2 separate regions of the Hordeum vulgare genome follow, and region 1 is linked to region 2. The links are chromatin contacts, called in public Hi-C maps. All regions are on one chromosome and are shown on one strand. Each heading gives the region's core, a stretch centred on a gene start, on an enhancer-like site or on the middle of the called end of the contact. The rest is flanking DNA. Distances are from core to core; before and after follow the strand shown.

Region 1 (4,659 bases), core at 982-3,481, 240 kb before region 2:
GGCAAGTTCTATACCGACAAACAAAGGGAATCATATACGGGATTGATTGAATCCTTGGCATCGTGGTTCATCCGATGAGATCATCGTGGAGCTAGTGGGATCCACCATGGGTATCCAGACCCCGCTGATGGTTATTGGCCACAGAGGTGTCTCGGTCATGTCTGCCTGTCTCCCGAACCCGTAGGGTCTACACACTTAAGGTTCGATGACGCTAGGGTTATAGGGAATTGTTGTACGAGGTTACCGAAAGTTGTTCGGAGTCCCGGATGAGATCCCGGACGTCACGAGGAGCTCCGGAATGGTCCGGAGGTAAAGATTGATATATAGGACGGATGGTTTTGGACACCGGAATTGTTTCGGGCGTCACCGGTAACGTCCCGGGACCACCGGGACCACCGGAGGTGGTCCCGGGGAACCACCGAAGGGGGGCAACGACCCCAAGAGGCTAGATGGGCTAAGTGCGGGAGGGAACCAGCCCCTAGGTGGGCTGGTGCGCCTCCCACACCCAGCCCAATGTGCAAGTGGTGGGGAGAGGGGGCAACCCTACGCGCAGGTGGGCCTTAGGCCCACCAGGTGGTGCGCCACACCTCTCCCACCCTAGCCGCCGCCCCCCTCTCCCATCTGGTGGCCGCCGGTCCCTAGGGAGGGAACCCTAGGGGTGGCGCAGCCCTTCCCCCTCCTCCTATAAATAGATAAGGACTCGGGGCTGTTGGAGACACGGTTTAATCTCTCTCTCGGCGCAGCCCTGCTCCTCTCCCTCCTCCTCTCTGCCGGCGCTTGGCGAAGCCGTGCCAGGAGACCTCGTCTCTCCACCGACACCACGCCGTCGTGTTGCTGGACTTCTTCCCCAACCTCTCCCTCCTCCTTGCTGGATCAAGGTGCGGGAGACGTCACCGGGCTGCACGTGTGTTGAACGCGGAGGTGCCGTTGTTCGGCACTAGATCGGAATCGCCGCGAGTACGACTCCATCAACCGCGTTCTAGCAACGCTTCCGCTTAGCGATCTTCAAAGGTACGAAGATGCTCTTACCCCTCTCTCGTTGCTGGTCTCTCCATAGAAAGATCTGAACATGCGTAGGAAATTTTTTGAATTTATGCTACGTTACCCAACACAAAGCTCCAATACAATGCTACCTCGAAACGCGCACACATACATTTCGGTACGTGCGCGTCGGAAATGCATGAAAAGTGATCGCATTAAGGCCCTGTTTGGAACCACCCAGATTATATAATTCAGTTTTTATAATCTATTCTGTCTCCAAACAGGACAACTTATGGTGTAGATTATAAAAACTAGATGGATAGATTATTAAAAACTCATAATCTACTCTATACCAGCTAAAATCAGATTATGGATTGCTAATGACTCATTAGCCTTGTAAAGTTGGAGATAATTACATTCCTACCACCGCCACCCTCCTCTTTTTAAAAAAAAACAGAGGACAGACAGGTCATTATGCAATGTAAAACCTGAATTACAGTTTATATAATCTGGCCTTCAAACATGTCCACCTAGATTATGTTTATAAACCAGATTATATATCTATCTTCATAATTCAGATTATCATAATCTATTATGATTCCAAACAGGGCCTAACGGTGTTAACTGCTTCTTTCGCTAATTTGCCATATCTCTGCACACGCTCTTTACTAAAGCTATCGAATACTTTCTTCAATGAGAAAAAGGTGAATGTGTAGGAAACACATGCTTTGATTCTCCATGAGAATTGCAGCAAATTTGTGCTAGTTTTTCATCCATATAACTAGTTAGAGGGTGCCTCTCACAAAGTTCACTTTCACTCCCACTCGTGTTGACAAATGACGCACTTGTTTGTATGACACTTGTTGTTGCGTGTGTGTTTTATGTTTTTTTTCATCCATTCATCTATCAATACGTTTTATATTTAGAATCGTGCGTTCAAATCACAAGCTGTATTCATTTTTGTGTTTTTCACGTCGAGAACTTTAAATCTAGATCCCATATTAATAGGTTTAGACAGAATTTTTTTCCTAAAAAAACTTGAAAACCCGGAAATAGAAAAACTGGAAACAGAAAAAAAAAATCAAAACTAAAAAAACGAAAACCAGAAAAAACAACCGGAAACGGAGAAACCGGAAGCACGACTGTGAAATTATGTGCCCGCGGCCTGGCCCACGAGGATCGGCCCATATGGCCCAAGCCGCGGGTCCCTCACCCTCAGCCCTCCAAGTCCAACCCACGAAACAGCCCTCCTCCGTCACTGCCGCCGCCGCCTCCTGGAAGGTCGCCGCCGTCAACCTCCACCGGATCCCCTCTGAAGCCGCTGGACTCCTCGTCCCACGTCAACCCAGCCAATCCGCGACCTCTCCCGCCCACCACCAGTCTCCCCCTGGCCCCGCCCACCACGCCGTCCCAGTAAGACTGAAGGGGAAAAAGAAGAACATACGTTCTCTCTCCGGCGGGCCTATTTCTTCCCGATGCTCCGGATCGCCTCTCGCTCGGTGAGACCACAGATCTTCTCCTACAGCTGCCAAATTATTGAATTTTCCCACAAGTGGCCGCTGCAAATTTGCGCCCATTTCATGCCCGTTCCACCGAAATGCTTTCTCGAAATGTGCTCATGGTCCTGCTTTTTTACAGGGTTTGCTTGGTGGCAGGAGATGCTACAGCGCCGCCGCGAAGGGCGGGCTCTCAATCACTGGCGTCAGTGACATTATTGCTGTCGCCTCGGGGAAAGGCGGCGTCGGCAAGTCCACCACTGCAGGTTCTAATCTGGTCTCTTCTTTTCAAATTTGTTAGTGGCAGTGCAGAGAGTTGTAAGGTACTGTATATTGGAATATGCATTAGGATTGTAGAGTTTGTATATACTTTCTAAAAGGAAAAGGAAAACTGTAAATTCGCATGGAAGTAGAAATGATGCCAAACTAAGATATGCCCATTAACTATCATGACGTAGAATTTGATTCTGAATAAGGCGTTCAACTAATGTTCTGTTCTGGAGAGGGCCTGGGGCAGCTAGATGCCAAGTGATATAGGTGCATAATCTCTCTTTGCTTTTCATCCAAACTATCATGAACCAAACTTATACTGAATCGAGAAGAACCACTTATGATGCTCCATCACATTCCCCTTATATCTGGTACTTGCTCCATAACATTCCCCTTATATCTGGTACCTTTTTTGTTGCAGTTAACATTGCTGTAGCACTTGCGAAGGAGTTTAAGCTCAAGGTTGGTTTGCTAGATGCTGATATATATGGGCCATCCATTCCCACAATGATGCATCTGCATGAAAAGCCTGAAGTAAGTGAAGGTATCACTATCAGCTGTACCTCTCTCAGCATATGCGTATATGCCATACAAACATGTTATAATTTTTGCATAAAAATTTAAATCTACAATAACTGGCTAATTTTTTTTATTGTTGTGAGTTACGAGGTTTTCCTTGTTGTCTTGGTACTGCTACATATTCTAAGATCCTAACAGATAGATATTATTGTTTCCCCACATTTTTTATGCATGGTACAATTTTGGATTTATATTTGAATAATCTTGGTTTCGACACAAATTTATGGTAGTAAAATACAATCCACATTTTGTGCAGAAAGACCTGAAGAGAACTCCCTATTACAAACATTGTGATTATTCATTGCGAATTGATATCTGTTCTAAGTTCTGAATGAAGCAGTAAAATCTGTTGGTCTATGCCTATTAAAATATGGAGGATTACTTGGAACAATGTAATTATCCGTTTGAAATCGGTTCCCATTATCATCAGGCAAATAACGCCCAGGCATGCCAATATTTTCCTTCAGTTTGCATATGGATAATGCTTGCTACTTTCATTTGAGTATGTGAGCATGTTGGCCATATCAGTGTTTTGAGGTCAGTTGAAGGCTTCAAGCTTATGGTGACTCACCCTTTTAATCAAATCAATCTGACAAACTGTAACTTCAGGGCCTCAGGCAGTCACAATCTGCGGCAAAACATATTGTGTTTATCACGATTTTAACGTTGCACTACATGAGCTGAGTTGAATAGAGCTATTCGGGCATATAATTCTGTGCGAGTCTTCAAGTACTAATTAACGTGTGAACTGTGATGCTCGGCAGCTTAGCCTTTTATTATCACCACATTGTCACTAATAATTTTGTGGATACTGATTTACCTAAACTACCAGAATTCTGAACTTCATTGCTAATTATTTACCTGCTCCTTTGCTTATGTTTGCCACATCTCTGTTGGTTGACTGTGACTTCCTCTCTCTCTGTAGACATGAAGATGATTCCAGTTGAGAACCATGGAGTGCGATGTATGTCCATCGGGTTTCTTGTAGACAAAGATGCACCAATCGTTTGGAGAGGTCCTATGGTTTGTTTTTGCTTGTGTTTCCATTAACTTCTTGTTTCAGATTTCTGGAAAACATTCCTGCCCTGTTGTCGTACTTAATAAATACAAAAAATAGGTGAATCACTAGAAACATGCATATTACTGCACAATTACGCCAGTGGAAACAGGAAGCATGTCAGAATTGTTTGTGCCTGGTTTGAAGTTATTTGTCATTACCACTATTAAGTTTTACATTGTACTACTTTATTTAGGATTCATAGTAGTAGCAAGGGATGAATTGGTATTTGATATCTTTTTGATCACATGGAATCCCCTAACACCTAACAAGTCT
Region 2 (4,447 bases), core at 861-3,360:
TTTTACTTCATAGCATAAAAGGACCCGAGGAGTACATAACCCATTTTTTTCTTGAACTCAGAGCAACTTCACAAAACGACTCAAACAGACGCGTGTTTTGTCTGTTTGGGTGAGCCGAGCGGATACTACTGTCCAGTTTTACAAATGGATCGACTCGTTCATCCAATATAGGCCCGAACCAAACTTCAAACGCGGACTTAAAATAACGAGACTGCCGAAACAACGATAATTTAGCATTAGAACACATCGGTCAAAAGCAGGTCCAAGTACACATAACGTTAATTAAACATAACTAAACATGAAAAAAGGTCGTCGCCGCATGGACTGCCCTAGACGTCGTCATCCTCATTCTCGTTGGGGGTGGTGAGGTCGATGAGCTCGGTGCCGGCCTAGCCCATAGGAACGCCGTCTCCGAGGCCCGATCAGCGTCTTTGGCTAGGGCGCAAGCTGTAGGGCTCACTCACCCGTCTCCTTTTCCTGACGCTCCTCCTCCTCCTCCAACGCCCAATGATGCTCAAATTCCATCTGCGTCTCAACCTAGGCACGCTCCTCCGGCAGCGCGCGCGTCTTCCAGTGCAGGAAATAGACCGCCTCCTCCTCCGACGTGGCGCCAAGCTAGATGAGAGGCGCAGACACCCACTCTCGGAGTTGTCCAGTCCACTTGTAGCGCTCCGGCTGGGGCTTTTCCGCCTTGACCTTGGGCTTGGGAAGCGTCGGAGGCGCCGACGGATGAGGATGAGGAGGTAGGATGCAGTCGCCCGCTACGGACAGTGTGAGGGCCTCCTCAAGGCCCTCCCGGTGCGCACCTTCGTCGCGCCTGCTCTCCTCGATGGCGTGGGCCAAAGCCTCCTCGGGGGCGGCGTGGTAGACAACCTCCTCCTCCTGCTCCTCTGGCTTCACCTCATGGGGCGGTGATGGGACGACATGATCAAGCCAGACGCCATTGAGGCGCTCCTGCTCGTGGTCCATGGCGAACCAAACTTCCCAATTTGGGGAGTCGGTTGTGTAGGCTGGATGTCGCCTCTGGTCGGGGCTCAGCAGCTCGCGCCACCGACGCACCTCCTCTGTGTGCGCGCCCGCGGATCGGGGAACAGCCTGCGCACCTCCTCGGTCGAGCGCACGTGCACGGACCGGGGCATCGTCGCCACAAGAATGCGGTGGGGATCTAGATGCCAATCAGACGGGAGGTTGACATATGGATACAGAAGGGTCTGCCTGTATTGTCACTACCACCTTGCTTGGTGGACGGAAATGCATAGGCGCTCATGTTCCCGTGGCGCACCGCAGCAAGGTGTCGTCGATGTCCGGGACGAGCTAACGCTAACGGTGAGCTTGACCTTTCCTTTACCGAAAAACCCATGGCATACGGTGGTGGGAGCCGGCTAGGTCTAGGATTTCTAGTCGTCGGCAGGGGAGCAAATGTGGCCAATGGGGACGGGAGGAGAAGTGGATGAAGCCGGCCCCGCCGCACGTGTCGATTAAAAAGACGATGATCGGCAATTTTCAGCCACTGTCAGGCGGGCCCAAGAGCGGTGGTTGTCCGGCCGATTGGTGGATCCGCGAGGGACACGAAAAGGACCGAGGCGCGTCTGTTCATGTCAGCGAGAACGCAACTCCGACCTAAATTTAAGTCTGAGGCCCTATTTCTTTAAAAAGTCCTAGGACTTTTTTTAGTCCCAACTAAAAAGTCTCTAGTCCCTACCCGTTTCTTTCCAAGGACTAAACATGGACTAAAGGTCATTAAATGACATGCAAAAAGACCATGTTACCCCTAGTAATACACTAGAAGTTATTAAATAACATGCTAAAAGTAGGGGCATTGTTGGAAAAAGAGTCCAAAAAGTCCGAAAAAGTCCCTCCCATAGGGACTTTTTTCTTTAGTCCAAAATACCCCCTTTTAGTCCCTAAAAGTCCCTCCTGTTTCTTTCACATGGGACTAAAAGGGACTTTTTTTTAATCCCTACACCAAAAAATCCCTGGAAAGAAACACCCCGTGAAATAAACATCATTTAGATTTATGTCGATGCGCTGGGTCATTGTTCTTGTACGGTGTCACGCGCGGACCAAATAGGCAGCGCGATTGGAGTTGCTGGCACGAGTACAGAACTCTGTATGGACCGCGGACGGCTCTCCGTTCGAGTACTGGACGAGTCGCGATATCGCGATAAAGCGCTCCACCATCTGCACGAGCTCCCCTCCCCCCTCCCCCACACCCCAAATCCGCTGCCGTCGTCCTCCCTTCCGCTCCTCCTCCGCCCCTCGCCGGCCTCCGCGGCTTCCTCGCCGCACCCCCCGCCGGCCGCCGCCTCCTCCCCTCCCCTCCCCCTCCCCCTCTGTCAGGTAACACGATCTCCTCGCCCCTTCCGTGCTCTCGCTGACGCGCCCCCGTGGTTGGTGGGAGGGCGGCGGAGGTTTCGCCAATTCCGAGCTCCGCGGGGCCGGAGAATCGAGACCTGGTTTCAGTTTTAGCCCCTACGTCGAGGCGAGCGAGGTTCGGGGGTTGCGGCGCGCTTAGGGTTTAGTAGGGTTTGCTGTATGGCGGCCCGTGTGCCCTGCGCTGATCTGGGGGACGCGGCTTGGGCTCTGTTTGGGGTCATGGCAAGGCATGGGTGCTTTTGAAGTGGGTTTGGGGGGAAAGGGTGCGGTTCCTATGGTCGATTGGACCTGGAACCCAGTTGCTGTTTGCTTGGTAGGTACAATTCCTGTTGTCGCATATAAATGTTCTAAATCAAGGTTGGTAGAGTCATGTATGCGTTCAGGGAGCGTCTAATAAAATGGTGCCTGCTTGCTAGCCACATTTACAGCCTGGGCCTTGCGTCACGAGTCATGCGTATGAAGAAAGACAGACGCGTTCCTGCTGCAGATTTTGAATTCTATATGTTGTGCCTTAAAATTCAGTGGTGCCTGTGGCGGTTTTTTATGTAATCCTTTTACTTTGTGTCAACAGAAAATTATGGATGAAGAGAATTTCACGGAACATGGCATTGATGAACTCCCTCAGAATCTTTACGACCAAGAACGACTCAACTCGTACGACAACACAGAACAGTATAATGAAGAGCCTGGTAACCCATACAACGAAGAAGAGCCTGCAAACCAATATGAAGGAGCTGGGAATGCGTACAATGAGGTGCAAGCTAATCTGCTCAGCGAAGAACCAGAAACTCAGTACAATGATGAACCAGTAAGCCCGTGCCAGGAAGAGAATGCATACAATGGGCAAGTGAAGCAGCAGGAAAGCCTGCAGGTAGAGGGCGAGGATAAGAGATGGCCAGGTTGGCCAGGAGATAGCGTTTTCCGTATACTGGTCCCAGCCCAGAAGGTGGGTGCTATCATTGGCCGCAAAGGGGAGTTTATAAAAAAGATGTGCGAGCAGTCTAAAGCTCGCATAAAAATACTTGATGGCCCACCTGGTGTAACAGAAAGAGCAGTAAGTATCTGTATAAAATCTTGATGACAAGTTCGTATTCTTATCAATGCAGCCAGCATATTTTTATGATGTCGGTACTCTGTAGTGGTTCCTGTGTGTTGTTTTCTTGCAACAACACCTTTTAGATTTCTTTTTGTTGATGTTGTGATTTATTATGAGCTGGCAAATTCGTATACTGACTTGTGTACACTAATACCCAGTTTCCCTGCCACTCTGCCCCATAAGATACATTTGGAATGGTTCCCCAACCTAACAGTTTGCTTAGTACGTTAGTCATTTTGTGCTGGAAGTTGTTTGGTGTGCTCAGTGCAGCGTTGTTTGCTTGATGCTCGTTGACTTAAGGAAATTTGTAGTTGCGCTGGTAGTTGCTTGGTACCTTATTCCTCCTTTGGTTACAGGAAATTTGTAGGAATTTTATCTATATGATTCCTATAGGGAGTTTCCTTTTGACCCCTTTGGTTTGTAGGAATGGATTCCTATTCCTATGTACTAGGATTAGTTCCTATCCTTCACATTTCAAAGGATTATTTTTTATCTAAGACCTAATGGAAAAAGTCCTATCCTATGAACCAAATGCCAACTCTTTTGTTGTAGGAGTTGAGATACATGCCATCTCATTTCCTATGACTTCCCTATTCCTATTCCTATCCTAGGAACCAAAGGAGGCCTTAAGCACTTAAGTTTTATCTGAACATGGGATATAAAGAGAAATTGTTTGTTCAACAATGAACATGCCTTGCAGAAACTAAAATACAGCTGTTGATTGAGCTAGTTGTTTTGAGCAAGACCTTCTTTTCTGCTTAATAGAAACTTAATTCTCATTTAACCATTAGCATGTCCTTAATTAGTTTGAGATTTGAATGTTGTATTACTTGGATCATCCACGATATTTTAGCAAATTTCTATAACAATGAAAATAATGGAAGCAAGCATCATTTCTTGTTCTGCATCTCTGCAAACTATAAAGGTCAGATGTGTTTGATGCAGAACAACATACACACACTGGTTACTGGTTTT

The links. Hi-C and Micro-C count contacts between places; a contact is called where the count stands out from the background.
Region 1: a contact with region 2 is called in a Hi-C map of seedling, with 4 times the contacts expected there. The contact joins the promoter of LOC123447725 here to the promoter of LOC123447724 in region 2. A contact is called at or near these places in 1 of 6 Hi-C or Micro-C datasets (seedling) and 1 of 1 datasets of contacts at active chromatin or transcription factors (embryo).

Annotation. Positions count from the first base shown.
Region 1 is chr4H:32,232,623-32,237,281 of MorexV3_pseudomolecules_assembly, reverse strand. LOC123447725 (iron-sulfur protein NUBPL) reads left to right here and starts at 2,231. Exons shown (of 8, transcript XM_045124366.1): 1 at 2,231-2,480; 2 at 2,620-2,743; 3 at 3,169-3,291; 4 at 4,252-4,349. The coding sequence starts at 2,457.
Region 2 is chr4H:31,988,041-31,992,487 of MorexV3_pseudomolecules_assembly, reverse strand. LOC123447724 (flowering locus K homology domain-like) reads left to right here and starts at 2,110. Exons shown (of 7, transcript XM_045124363.1): 1 at 2,110-2,340; 2 at 2,948-3,430. The coding sequence starts at 2,113.